4 separate regions of the Mus musculus genome follow, and regions 1, 2 and 3 are each linked to region 4. A link is a contact called in public HiChIP or PLAC-seq and promoter capture Hi-C data. All regions are on one chromosome and are shown on one strand. Each heading gives the region's core, a stretch centred on a gene start, on an enhancer-like site or on the middle of the called end of the contact. The rest is flanking DNA. Distances are from core to core; before and after follow the strand shown. Region 1 holds the start of Spidr (scaffolding protein involved in DNA repair). Region 2 holds the start of Yars2 (tyrosyl-tRNA synthetase 2 (mitochondrial)). Region 3 holds the start of Dnm1l (dynamin 1-like). Region 4 holds the start of Abcc1 (ATP-binding cassette, sub-family C (CFTR/MRP), member 1).

Region 1 (2,844 bases), core at 256-2,755, 1.8 Mb before region 4:
CAGCCCATGGGAAAAGAAGGGCAGGATTTTTTTTTTTTTTTGCAACTCGGACTTTAAAAACAAACAAACAACAACAAAACAAATATTATTTTGCCATGTGCGGTAGTGCACAGCAGTAATCTCAGCACTCAGGAGGCAGAGACAGGAAAATCTCTGAGTTGAGGCTAGCCTGGTCTACACTGTAAGTTCTAGGATAGTCAGGGCTAAGTAGTGAGAGACCCTGTCTCAACAAACACAAACAAACAAGCTAACCAGTGGAAGAAACAAACAGAAACCCAAAGCAGACAGAAAACCCCACTGTCTTGTGTTACGTCAGTAAGCCAGTCATTTTGTCCTTTTTTCTCCTATGCTGTAGTCCCCCTTTGCAGAATGGCATATCAAAAACTGCTCCACTTGCAGTAGTATTTTTAATTCATTAAGGGCCTTGTTTCCCACTCTGCCTATCTTTCAGTTAGAGAATAAAGTCACCACCCAGGCTCTAAGCTCCTCTTCTGTACACATCTGTAAATACAACTTTCTGAGAATCCTTTCCATTGTCCACTCCAAGTTTTCAACAATATAGTTTATTTAATATTTTCTTCAATATATATCTTTATAGAATATGCCTCCGCTAATCTAGTTTCTACTTAAGTCCCATGCAAACACATTCTTGACAAGGACTTATTTAGTGTTTTTTTCGACACTAGAAACCCTGTTAATCCAGTTTCCACTCAAGTAGCAGCTCTCTGTCCTGCTGGTTTGAACATACATAGACAACTATGTCCTAGCGCTTTAAAACATCCAAGGAACGGCTTCATCTTCCACATTAAAATGTTCCCTGAACCAGCATCTAGAAATTTAAGAATGTAAGCTCTCTGGCTTTTCCCAGATCTATAGTATGTGAAACCTACTTTATAACAAATCCAACTAGTGTTCCTATAGTTTTTTTTTTTAAATAGGAAATCTTTGCTCTTGATATTTATGAATTTTATATTTAAGAATTCCTCATTAGTTAGAGAAGTACTATTCCTTTTCCTGGCTTACTTATGTTTTATTACTAATTAACAATAATTATTGAATTCTAGTTTACGGCTGCCAAGCCAACGACCACCATATCCCAGAACTCACTTGGCTCACCTCCCACCCTTACTTGTGTTACATCATTTTCCATATAAATAAGGAGAACACCCCCTCCTCGCTCTCTTCTCTTCTCTCTCTGCCACTCCCTTATCTCTCCCTCTCAATAAAACCTCTTCACGTTGAACTGCCTGGGCCTAGTGTGCTTCTTGGTGACCCGCTATTCTAACACATCACTGGTTACTGCTCTAAGGCTTTGCTTAGCTAGGAGAGAGGATGACCTGTAGATCAGCTCTCAGGCTCCCTAAAGAGCGAGAGGAAGAGCCTAGACAGCAGCTCCCTCAGTTTGAGCCCGTGGAACTTGAGACGACGGCTTTCGCAAGGGGCGGGGCGCGGGAAGGGGCGTCTCCGGAGGAAAGGGGGCGGGGCGCGGGAAGGGGCGTCGCCAGAGGGAAGGGGGCGGGGCGCGTGATGGGCGGCTTCCGGATGGGGCGGCGAGCAGGAAGACTGTGCACGTAGGAGATGTCTGGAGCCCGCCGCCCCGGCACGTCCAAGGTACGCTGTGCTGTTGCTATGAAAGCAGAGGGCGGGCGTGTAACCTCTGTGGGCTTCTCGTGCCTGTCCCTGGTCCGGTGAAGGGAGCTGGTGCGCCCAGTCTGACCGGCACGAGCCCGTTGGTGGCGGTCGGTCTAGGCAGGGTTCCCTCGCTCTGCCTCTGCCCAGGTCTGCTGAATGGTCCTGGGAACCAAGCGGGTGGGTGGCTGACAGGGAGGACGAATTGATTCGGAGTGAGTGTGAGCTGGCGTCTGGCAGTTCATTTGCCTCCGTTTTATTTTGTTGCTTAACACACCAAGACAGTAGTGGGTATTGGAGTATCTCTTCTGTCCCAGGCATCTTTTGCTACACTTTGCTTTCCCGCCTAAACTTTCTGAGAGGCGTGCTTCTCCCGTGTCTCCCGCAGTCCCTGTATACTGTAGGCACTGTTGTAGGAACTGTTACATGGATGAAATTTAAGCGATCCTCTACATTTCTCCGACATTGTGTTTCTCTTGGATCATATTTTGCCTTTTCAAAGTTCCTCACTTACAGATGATTATTTCATAATACTCAAAATTTAGAACAGCAAACGGTGCTTCATTCCCTCACCTGCTCTTCCTTTCACTAAATGCTAAACTCCCTTAACACTACCATTCGTACTTATTTCTCAGATAGCCTTGAAAGATGACACTGTGAACTTTGTAACTTATTTAGAGAGTAAAAGCACGTATAACTTATGATTTAAAAGACTAATTTAAATTTCAGGAAGACTAAAAGATGAAAAAATCAAGGAATTAAAACATTTCTACATCTAACATAAATTAGTTCTTGCAGCCCTCGATACCCTTGCTAACTGTATACATTTATTTAAGCGTCCCTAAAGTCCTGATTCACTCTTATAGCTGCTCATTCACTTCTCCTAACTGCCCAGCTCCAAATTTTGACTTTGTGCCTATTCTCAACAACTTTTTTTTTTTTTTTTTTTTCGAGACAAGGTTTCTCTGTGTAGACCAGGCTGGCCTTGAACTCAGAAATCCTCCTGCCTCTGCCTCCCGAGTTCTGGGATTAAAGGCGTGCGCCACCACGCCCGGCTTCTTTTCTTTTCTTTTCTTTTCTTTTCTTTTCTTTTCTTTTCTTTTCTTTTCTTTTCTTTTCTTTTCTTTTCTTTTCTTTCTTTCTTTCTTCTTCTTCTTCTTCTTCTTCTTCTTTTTTTTTTTTTTTTTTTTTTTGGTTTTTTGAGACAGGGTTTCT
Region 2 (2,913 bases), core at 100-2,599, 1.9 Mb before region 4:
TCAGGTAGAAAAATGACAAAGTTGGGCGAAAGGATACCAGGAGGTACATTTAGAAGGTGGCTTTTAATATTTTTAAATGAGTTTTGTCGTGTAGCACACGAACCAGCCATATAATCTATGTTCCTCAAGAAAACTGTGAGGACTGGAGAGGTGGCTCAGTGGTTCTTCCAGAGATCCTGGGTTCAATTCCCAGCAACCATGTGGGATATAATATAAGAATTTGGTGCCCTCTTCTGGCATGCAGGTGTTACATAGAGATGGAGCACTCATACATAAATAAATCAATCTTTAAAAAAAGAAAACGCTGTGAAAATCTTTATGGAGGCGAAAAGCTAAATTAGTGCACACGGTTCTAAACAGAAGTCCAATTATTTTCAGGATAAATAACAATTTCTAAAGAAACTAAAGGCGACTTAGGGAAAACAGACACAATCCAAATCTTGAATATCGGTCTGCTTCCAGCAGCTCTAACTCCCAGCTCTAACTTACAATCTTCCTAACGAATAACACACTACTTCTGTATACTCGTCCCCGGGTTTCCGTAGGCTCTAACAATTCCAGCTTACTTGTGGATGAACTCGTAGCCAGACATGATGTTGCCCAACTGATCTGATCCGCCCAGTTGGACCCGGCATCCATAGTGCTGGAAAAGGTAGTAGAAGTCATAGGCCTGGAGCACCTGGTAAAAGAACTCCGCCAAGCTCATGCCCTCGGGGCTCTTGAGACGCGACTGCACGCTCAGCCGGCTCAGCAGAGTGCCCATGCGGAAGTGGCCGCCCACCGTGGCCAGGAAATCCACCAGGTGCTGCTCCTGGAACCAGGCCGCGTTGTCCAGCACCGTGAAAGAGCCCCAGGGCCGGCCGTCCGCGAAGAGGCGCGCGTGGTTGGCCGCCAGGGCCTCGAGCCCTCGCCGCAGGGCGTGCGCGTTGGCCCGCACGCACTCGGCGCTCAGCGCCTCGCGCCCCTTGGTCCGGCCGCTGGGGTCCCCCAGGAGGGCCGTGGAGCCTCCCACGAGCGCGATCACGTTGTGGCCGGCTCGCTGGAAGTGGAAGAGCCCCAACAGAGTTAGCAGGTGCCCCACGTGGAGCGAGTCGCCCGTGGGGTCGAAGCCGCAGTACACCGTCTGGGGGGACGAGCCCGCCCTGCGGCGGTCAAAGAGTTCGGGGAGCTCTGTCTTCGTGCCGCTCTCGGGGAAGAACTCCTTGAACAAGCCGCGGGCCCTCGGTGCCACCAGCATTCCCCGCGCGCCCGGGCGCACCGCACGCGACCCTCGTAGCCAGACCAGGGACTGCGGAACGCGGCACAGGCGCCTCAGCATGGGCGCCGCCATCTTGCGGGACACGCAAGGCATGCTGGACCTCTGTCGCCCTGCGACCGCGGGCGCCTCGGTGTCTCTCTACGCATGCTCGGGCGTAGCGGGAGGCCTGTTAGGCTTTGGTGCTGTAGGCAGTCCTGGAATGTGGACCGACTGAGTTCCGTCTTGCGGCCCCCGCTGTTCCTCTATCATTTCATTCCCGTTTTCTCAGTGAGGATGTCGTGATAGTACTTCCTGTCTCACAGCTGTGGTGAAAGCACTTGGCGGTGTAGTAAGCGCTCGACAAATGTTTACTGTCGTTTAAATGATCATGCAAAAGCTGTGATGCTCAAGTCCCATAAGTCTTGGACCTGTAGAAAGAACTCGGAGTGGAGTGGAGACGAAATTTCTTTGTACCAGTTTCCCCAGTTAATGAGAGCCTCGTCACAGTACAGGCAGGCAGGCAGGCGCGCGCACACACACACACACACACACACACACACACACACGTCATTAGTGGGTGTCCTGAAGGTGGCAGTCTCCTCCTAGCAAGAGGAAAGTCAAAACAGGAAAGAACTCCCTGTGTTTAGTATAACAAAAACTGGAGTCATTCAAAGTCATAACATATTAGGTGCTTTTAGGAATCCTCTCACCAGGATGAGGACTCTCATTTGCAATTGTATGGCAGGTGAGCCAGCCCCCAAGTCCCATTGTAGATTCTGACTAATTTTCTTTAAACATTTTAATTAGCGTACACAAATTGTACAAAATAATGAATTTATTCTGACATTTCCATATATGAGTAGACGTGGGCCATACTTTCAAAACTCCCTGATTTATGTGGAGTAGCATTATTGAGAATGTGCCATTTGTGGCCATCACCTACCATTGTGAGAGAAGTAGGGGTTATGGAGGGAGACAGAGAACAATTGAGCCAGGAGTAAGTTGCAGTAGAGGTGTGCTGGCTAGTTTTATGCCAAGTTGACAAAGTTAGAGTCATTGAGGTACTTAAACTGAGAAAATGCCCTCAACCAATGTGGCCTATGAACAAGCCAGTGGTGATCAGTGATTGATGTGGAAGGGACCAGCTCACTGTGGGTGGTGCCTCTTGATAGGTCCTTTCTCCGGTAAAATGAGCCAATTCAAACCAGATTAGATTATAAAGCAGATTTACTGTCCCCCTAGAATTGAGGCCAGGGGGGGTCGCCATGGGGGGGGGGAGAAAGGGCTTGTGGCAGGGGGTGGGGAGAGAGAGAGAGAGAGAGAGAGAGAGAGAGAGAGAGAGAGAGAGAGCAAAATGTGTAGATTGTATAGCAAAGAGCGTCTGAGGGAAGGGCAGCCCATCCCCTGGGCTGGAATGTACAGGGTTGGGGATAGGGTATGCCAGGTAGAGACTTAGGGATGCTGAGAGAACCTGGAAGCCAGATCTGTTTTCATATGTAAAATATGCACCTGAGTCTCTTGTCCCAGGGTCCCAAAAGAAACACCACCCTTGGTGGTCCTGGGTGCTAAAAGAAATCAGGCTGATCAAACAATGTGGAATAAGCCAGTATGTAGCACTCCTTCATGACTTCGGCTTTAGTTCCTTCAGGAGTCTTTCTGACTAGAGTCCTTGCCCT
Region 3 (2,763 bases), core at 14-2,513, 2.0 Mb before region 4:
AAACTTATTAACCAGCCACCATCTGTGTTCTGAACAGTAAAGCCTGTCTCCTATGGCATATGTTGCAGGTGAATGGTAAGTAACCCCTCCAGTTATACAATCCACAACTTTGTGACTATGAGTGCTCATGGCTATCATGAATAGATAGCAACAAGTTTTGCTTGGCTTTTCACTCCTCTCAGGCTGGGGAGTTTGTGGCTCTGAGTTACTGTTTTATTTATGTTTAACAGTCTTAAAATCCAGTATATTGTGATTATTTTGGTACCCTCATTACCCTCTGATATTCCCCCTTCCTTTCTAGGACTCCTTCTTCCCACCTATTAGTCCTAGTGGGTATACTAATAGAAAAAGCTAATCCCCAACTCCAGCAAACATTCACAGTTACTGCTCCTTTAGAAAGAATGGAGCTTCATGGGCACCTCCTGTTTCTATGATAGATAGCTGGAGGGCCCAATCTTGTGCAGGTATATAGTGCTATGTATTCAGGCTACAACTACAGCTTTGTAAGTAGATGACAGCTGCTCAATCCTTGGTTTCTTATATTCTTTCTGCCTTCATTTCTGCATTGTACCTTAAGTCGTAGTTGGTGTGTGTGATACGAATGTCTAGTTCTAAGGGCTTATCATTCACTCTCAGAACTTTGACCAGATAAACTCTCTTGGTGGGTAGGCTGGAGCGGTAGAAATGTCTGGAGACATTCTTTTAAGTTTTCCTATAGTTTCCTTGATTGCTCTTCATAAAGTAGTACTTCTCATAAGGAAATGACATTGGTTAATTAATAGACTCTATCCCTATTTTGGAAGGGGGGGGGGGTTCGAGACAGGGTTTCTCTGTGTAGCCCTGGCTGTCCTGGAACTCATTCTGTAGACCAGGCTAGCCTCGAACTCAGAAATTCGCCTGCCTCTGCCTCCCAAGTGCTGGGATAAAGGCATGCGCCATCACTGCCCGGCGACTCTATCCCTTCTTATAAACACAGGATTTCACTATGTAGTACAGACCTTGTTAACCTTTTGTCTAAGTCTTCCATGGTTGTCCATAAAATTGGTGTGTCCCAACTCCTGGAGGCATACTCATACATAACACTCTAACAATCATTATTCATCTAGCTGTTAGCTAGCATTTTGACTATAGTAGACTCAGATTCACGGTCTCAGCTTCCTTACCCGCCCAGTTCAGGTCGATACCTGAAACCTTCTAGAATAGGCCTTCGCGTTCCACTCAGCCTGAACTACATCTCCCGGCAGCCTTTGCGCGCCCACCTCTGTCGTGGCGCGTGGCCTGCCGGGAGCGGGCTGGGTGCTGGCCCGGCCCAATGGGTGCGGGCTCCCGAGGAAAGGGCGGAGGAGAAGAGGAAGCAAGCGGGCTGTGGGTCGAGTCCCCATTCATTGCAGTGGCCTGCTGGGTTGGGGGTCCAGTGTTTCGGGGGTCATGGAGGCGCTGATCCCGGTCATCAATAAGCTGCAGGACGTCTTCAACACAGTGGGTGCGGACATCATCCAGCTGCCTCAGATCGTCGTAGTGGGAACGCAGGTAAGATGAGGCCGCGATTGCGAGGCCTGGCTCGGCCGCAGGCCTGCAGGTGTCGCCAGGAGGAGGCCGGCAGCTCGGCGCTCCGCTCTGCTCCCGGGCGCTCAGCGGGACTGAGTGGCCCTGCAGCCTACAGCCCGGCGCGGCTTGGCCCAAGGGCACTCGGGGGACGCGCGGGCGGGCGTGTGGGCGGCTGTCGCTTCCTTCCGGCCGCTGAGGACGCGACGGACTCAGGAGTTGCTGTGAGCAGACAGGCAGCAAGCTAGTGGTGAGTCGGTGGCCCACGGAGCTATTACAAAGTAAAAATAAGATTAAAAGAAAATCCCGGGTGTAGTTGGAGGCCTAAAGTTAGGAAGGAGCACCATGACTTTGGTGTTTGTAATTTTGTTACTGTGACCCAAATTTGGTATAAGGTTCTCAGGCCTTATGTGGGGTATTGGCGATAAGTCCAAATTTTGTATGAAAGAATGTTGAATAGATATCTAGAATAGCAGAGATATGTGAGTTTCATTTTTTAAAAAAATGCCTGCTTTGAACTGAAGAGGAGCAACAGAACTTTAGGGGAGGAGGGCGTTTTTTGTTGGTTTTGTTTGTTTTAATGTTTGTGAGTACGCCGTCGCTGTCTTCAGACACACCAAAAGAGGGCATCAGATCCCATTATGGATGGTTGTGAGCCACCATGCCACCATGTGGTTGCTGGGAATTGACTTCTGGAAGACCATTCAGTGCCTCTATCCTCCTGGGGAGAATTGTTTTGTTTTGTTTTTGTTTTTGTTTTTTTTTGGGGGGGGGGCGTCGAGACAGGGTTTCTCTGTATAGCCCTGGCTGTCCTGGAACTCACTTTGGCCAGGCTGGCCTCGAACTCAGAAATCCGCCTGCCTCAACCTCCCGAGTGCAGGGATTAAAGGCGTGTGCCACTACACCTGGCGAGAATTGTTTTTGAGATGAGCCCTACTCTGTACTTCAAGCTGGCTAAGAATTTACCTTGTTACCTGAATTGGCTGAAACTCATAGCACTCCCCCTGCTTCAGCTCCCTTGACTGAAAAACTACCATGCCCAGAATTTTTTTTTTTTTTAATTTTTATGATGTGAGTGTTTTCCCTGGTGCTGGTTAGAAGAAAGTATATGATCCCCGAAACTGGAGTTACAAATGATTGTGAGATGCCATGTGGGTGCTGGAAACCAGGTCCTCTAAAAGAGCAGCCTTTGCTCTTAACCTCCAAGCCATCTCCCCA
Region 4 (2,753 bases), core at 142-2,641:
TGGTAGAAAATCTAATGTCTACTTCCCCTCCACCATAAGAGAAAAAAGAAATTCAGGAAATACTCCAGCACCCATGTTAGTGACCCAGATCCCCCTGAGTTCTTGCAAAATAACCTCGTTGTCTCTACACTTGGCACAAGGGTAGAGGACACACAGTGTTCCTGTGTGGCAAACAGGCACCTATCTCTTGCAGACTCCCGAATGTAAATCACAAGCTCTGTTTCCAGCTCTGGAGAAACCTCCAACCTCTTGGCTTTAAAATGAACCATTTATCCAAGTATGGTAAGTTTCTCAACCAAAATTGGCACCCTCCTCACCCAAAAGTCTCCCAGGGGGCCTTCAGGGGTCATCATTCCTAATGCAGTCTATCACGGAGGTACCACAAAACAGAACAAATACTTGTGGGCGCTAACCATCAGCTGCTAAGAAACAGGGATGTTTTTCTTGTTTCTCAAACAAAAAGAAAAGTCATTGTGTCCAGGGTTTCCTATTGTAGTCACTAATAATCAGGACAATGTGATGCAGGAGTGTTCTGGAATAACAGGCAAATCGCATTACAGGAACAGCATTACAGGAACACGAAATACACAAGCACTGGAGATTAGAGCAGTCAGCCAGGGAACCCAGCCTAGGATCATTTCACAAGAAAGCTACCTGGAGAGGGCCTGAAGTCCCCGGGACATCCCCAGAGCAGCGGAGTCTCTCTGACTCAGAGTAGAAGGCACTCTCCTGGTTACAGAGTCCAGGGCATTTTCCACTGCACCCCAAACCTACAAAAAGAGACAGAAAGGCCCTTCTCCCCTCTCTTGGCTTTTCCTTATTTCCTTAAAGTTCCCTGATAGCATTTAGGCAGAAAGGAGAGAGGATGAGAAAAAAAAACATGAAGCCAGAGTAAACGAGAGGTAAAACAAACAGTGGGGAACCCCAACACAAGCGATGGGAAGTCCCTTTCTAGAGTCTGGGCTCCTGCACGGTGCTCTATGATAGTGTGTGCGCGGTAAACGGAGATCCTACCCCCACAAAACACAGAAAATCCCCAATTTGCTGCCTCCAGATCTGGCGTCCCTTCCCGATGGCAGAACCCCAAAGCACAGAGGCACCTCCCCGCACACACCCAGCTCTCCCGGAACCCGGTCCCCAGAGTAAGAGAGCGGCGGCTACGCCGGGGCCCGGGTGGCGAATCCCCGCGTAAGCAGAGCAGGGCTCCGGCTAGGGGAGCAGCTGGGTCCGCGCGTCCCAGCGTCCCCCCACGTCCTCCGAGTCCCCGGTCGCCCCCGCGCCGTCCCCCGCGGCCCACCACCTTACCCAGAGTGGATCGGAGCCATCAGCGCTGCAGAAGCTGCGCAGCGCCATGCGGGCGGCCGGCTGAGCGAGGAGGCGCAGCGCCGCGCGGTTGGCCCGCGTCACCGGGATGCAGCCCCGCCCCACCCCGCCCCGCCCCGCGCGTGGGAGCGAGCACGGCCACGAGTTGCCCTGGCCTGGGCCTGCAGGCCTCGTCTGCAGCTCCCACTCACTGGCGGCTCCTAAAGCCGACACGGCCCGGAAGAACCCCGCACTGGGCCCTCCACACCTGGGCTTCATCCCAGGTGACCCTAACTGTACCGCTGGCCCCCCGCTGCGGGAGAACGCTCGGTGCTTGCGTGATTTTAGGGCTTTTTCCTTCAGTTGCACCTGGAGGGATATGGATGTGAGCTCCCAAGAAAGGAAAGAGAACAGATAAGGAAACTGAGGCTCAGAAAGGTGAGGAAATTCGCTCAGAGTCCCTCAACGAGTAGAAGTGTAGTTCGTTTGAATCAGGAGCCCTATGAATCCATTCTAAACACTGAGATCTCCATCCTGAACACCAGTTTGCCACCCCTCCTCCATGGTCTGCAAAGCACCCTGGGAATTTCTCCCATTCTGAGTGCAGCCAGGAAATAACTCATTTCCTTATTACTTGGTATGAGGAATTTGGGGACAGGGTTTCATATAATAACTAAATCTGGCCTCTAAAGCACTATGTAGTAGAGGATGAATGACCCTGAACTTGTGAGCCCCTCTGCCTCCATTTTTTTTTTTTTTTTTTTTAAGACAGACTGAAGTTTCTCTATGAAGCCCCTGGCTGTCCTGGAACTCAATTTGTAAACCAGGCTGGCCTCGAACTCAGAGATCTGCCTGCCTCTGTCTCCCAAGCTCTGGGATTAAAGGTGTGCATCACCTTTCCTCCACTTCTTATTACCCCAGCCACCTGGGGCGCTGACAACAAAACCCAGGCTTCCTCCTAGGTTTTGTTGTCAGCAGGAACCACTCCACCAGCTGAGCTATGTATACCCCTGAAAAAATATTTTAATTTAAAAAGTAATAAAGAAAATGAGTAAGATAAACAATTTTTGAAGGTCAACCACAAGTCAGGTCCCCCTCAGTATGAATAAGAGTTTGGTGGTGGTGGTGGTGGTGGTGGTGGTGGTGGTGGAGGTGGTGGTTGTAGTAACAGCATTTACTTCTATGTGTGTATGTGTGTGGGTGTGTATATAAACTTGTGCTTGTGGAGGTCAGGACAGCCTGGGAGAGTTGTTTTTTGTGGAACTTTGTGGATTCCAGGGAGCTAACTCAAGTCATCAGGCTTGGCAGGAAGTTTCTTTACCTCTGTGAATAAGTTTTTTAAAGATAATTACTTTCAGGTAACAATTCTCAATGCACTGTTACCCATATTTATTGAGCATCTGCTGTATAGCAGGAGTCTTGCTAGGCTCTAGCAAGCTAGCAGCTGGAAT

The links. Promoter capture Hi-C pulls out the DNA fragments that hold promoters and counts their contacts. HiChIP or PLAC-seq counts read pairs in DNA pulled down with a chosen protein or histone mark.
Region 1: a contact with region 4 is called in a promoter capture Hi-C map of second pharyngeal arch cranial neural crest, with 7 times the contacts expected there. The contact joins the promoter of Spidr here to the promoter of Abcc1 in region 4. A contact is called at or near these places in 3 of 39 promoter capture datasets (cranial neural crest, liver and second pharyngeal arch cranial neural crest) and 1 of 484 Hi-C or Micro-C datasets (B cells).
Region 2: an H3K27ac HiChIP or PLAC-seq map of bone marrow-derived dendritic cells shows a contact between it and region 4, with 7 times the contacts expected there. The contact joins the promoter of Yars2 here to the promoter of Abcc1 in region 4. A contact is called at or near these places in 3 of 39 promoter capture datasets (cranial neural crest, hippocampal neurons and pre-B cells), 2 of 115 datasets of contacts at active chromatin or transcription factors (bone marrow-derived dendritic cells and thymic regulatory T cells) and 1 of 9 other capture datasets (adipose tissue).
Region 3: a contact with region 4 is called in a promoter capture Hi-C map of hippocampal neurons, with 5 times the contacts expected there. The contact joins the promoter of Dnm1l here to the promoter of Abcc1 in region 4. A contact is called at or near these places in 1 of 39 promoter capture datasets (hippocampal neurons), 2 of 115 datasets of contacts at active chromatin or transcription factors (astrocytes and bone marrow-derived dendritic cells) and 1 of 9 other capture datasets (adipose tissue).

What each region holds. Positions count from the first base shown.
Region 1 is chr16:16,145,512-16,148,355 of GRCm38.p6, reverse strand. Spidr (scaffolding protein involved in DNA repair) reads left to right here and starts at 1,505. Exons shown (of 20, transcript NM_146068.4): 1 at 1,505-1,611. The coding sequence starts at 1,579.
Region 2 is chr16:16,301,401-16,304,313 of GRCm38.p6, reverse strand. Yars2 (tyrosyl-tRNA synthetase 2 (mitochondrial)) reads right to left here and starts at 1,349. Exons shown (of 5, transcript NM_198246.2): 1 at 567-1,349. The coding sequence starts at 1,330.
Region 3 is chr16:16,357,531-16,360,293 of GRCm38.p6, reverse strand. It overlaps Dnm1l (dynamin 1-like), which reads left to right and starts at 1,263. Exons shown (of 21, transcript NM_001360008.1): 1 at 1,263-1,530. The coding sequence starts at 1,429.
Region 4 is chr16:14,360,196-14,362,948 of GRCm38.p6, reverse strand. It overlaps Abcc1 (ATP-binding cassette, sub-family C (CFTR/MRP), member 1), which reads right to left and starts at 1,391. Exons shown (of 31, transcript NM_008576.3): 1 at 1,306-1,391. The coding sequence starts at 1,353.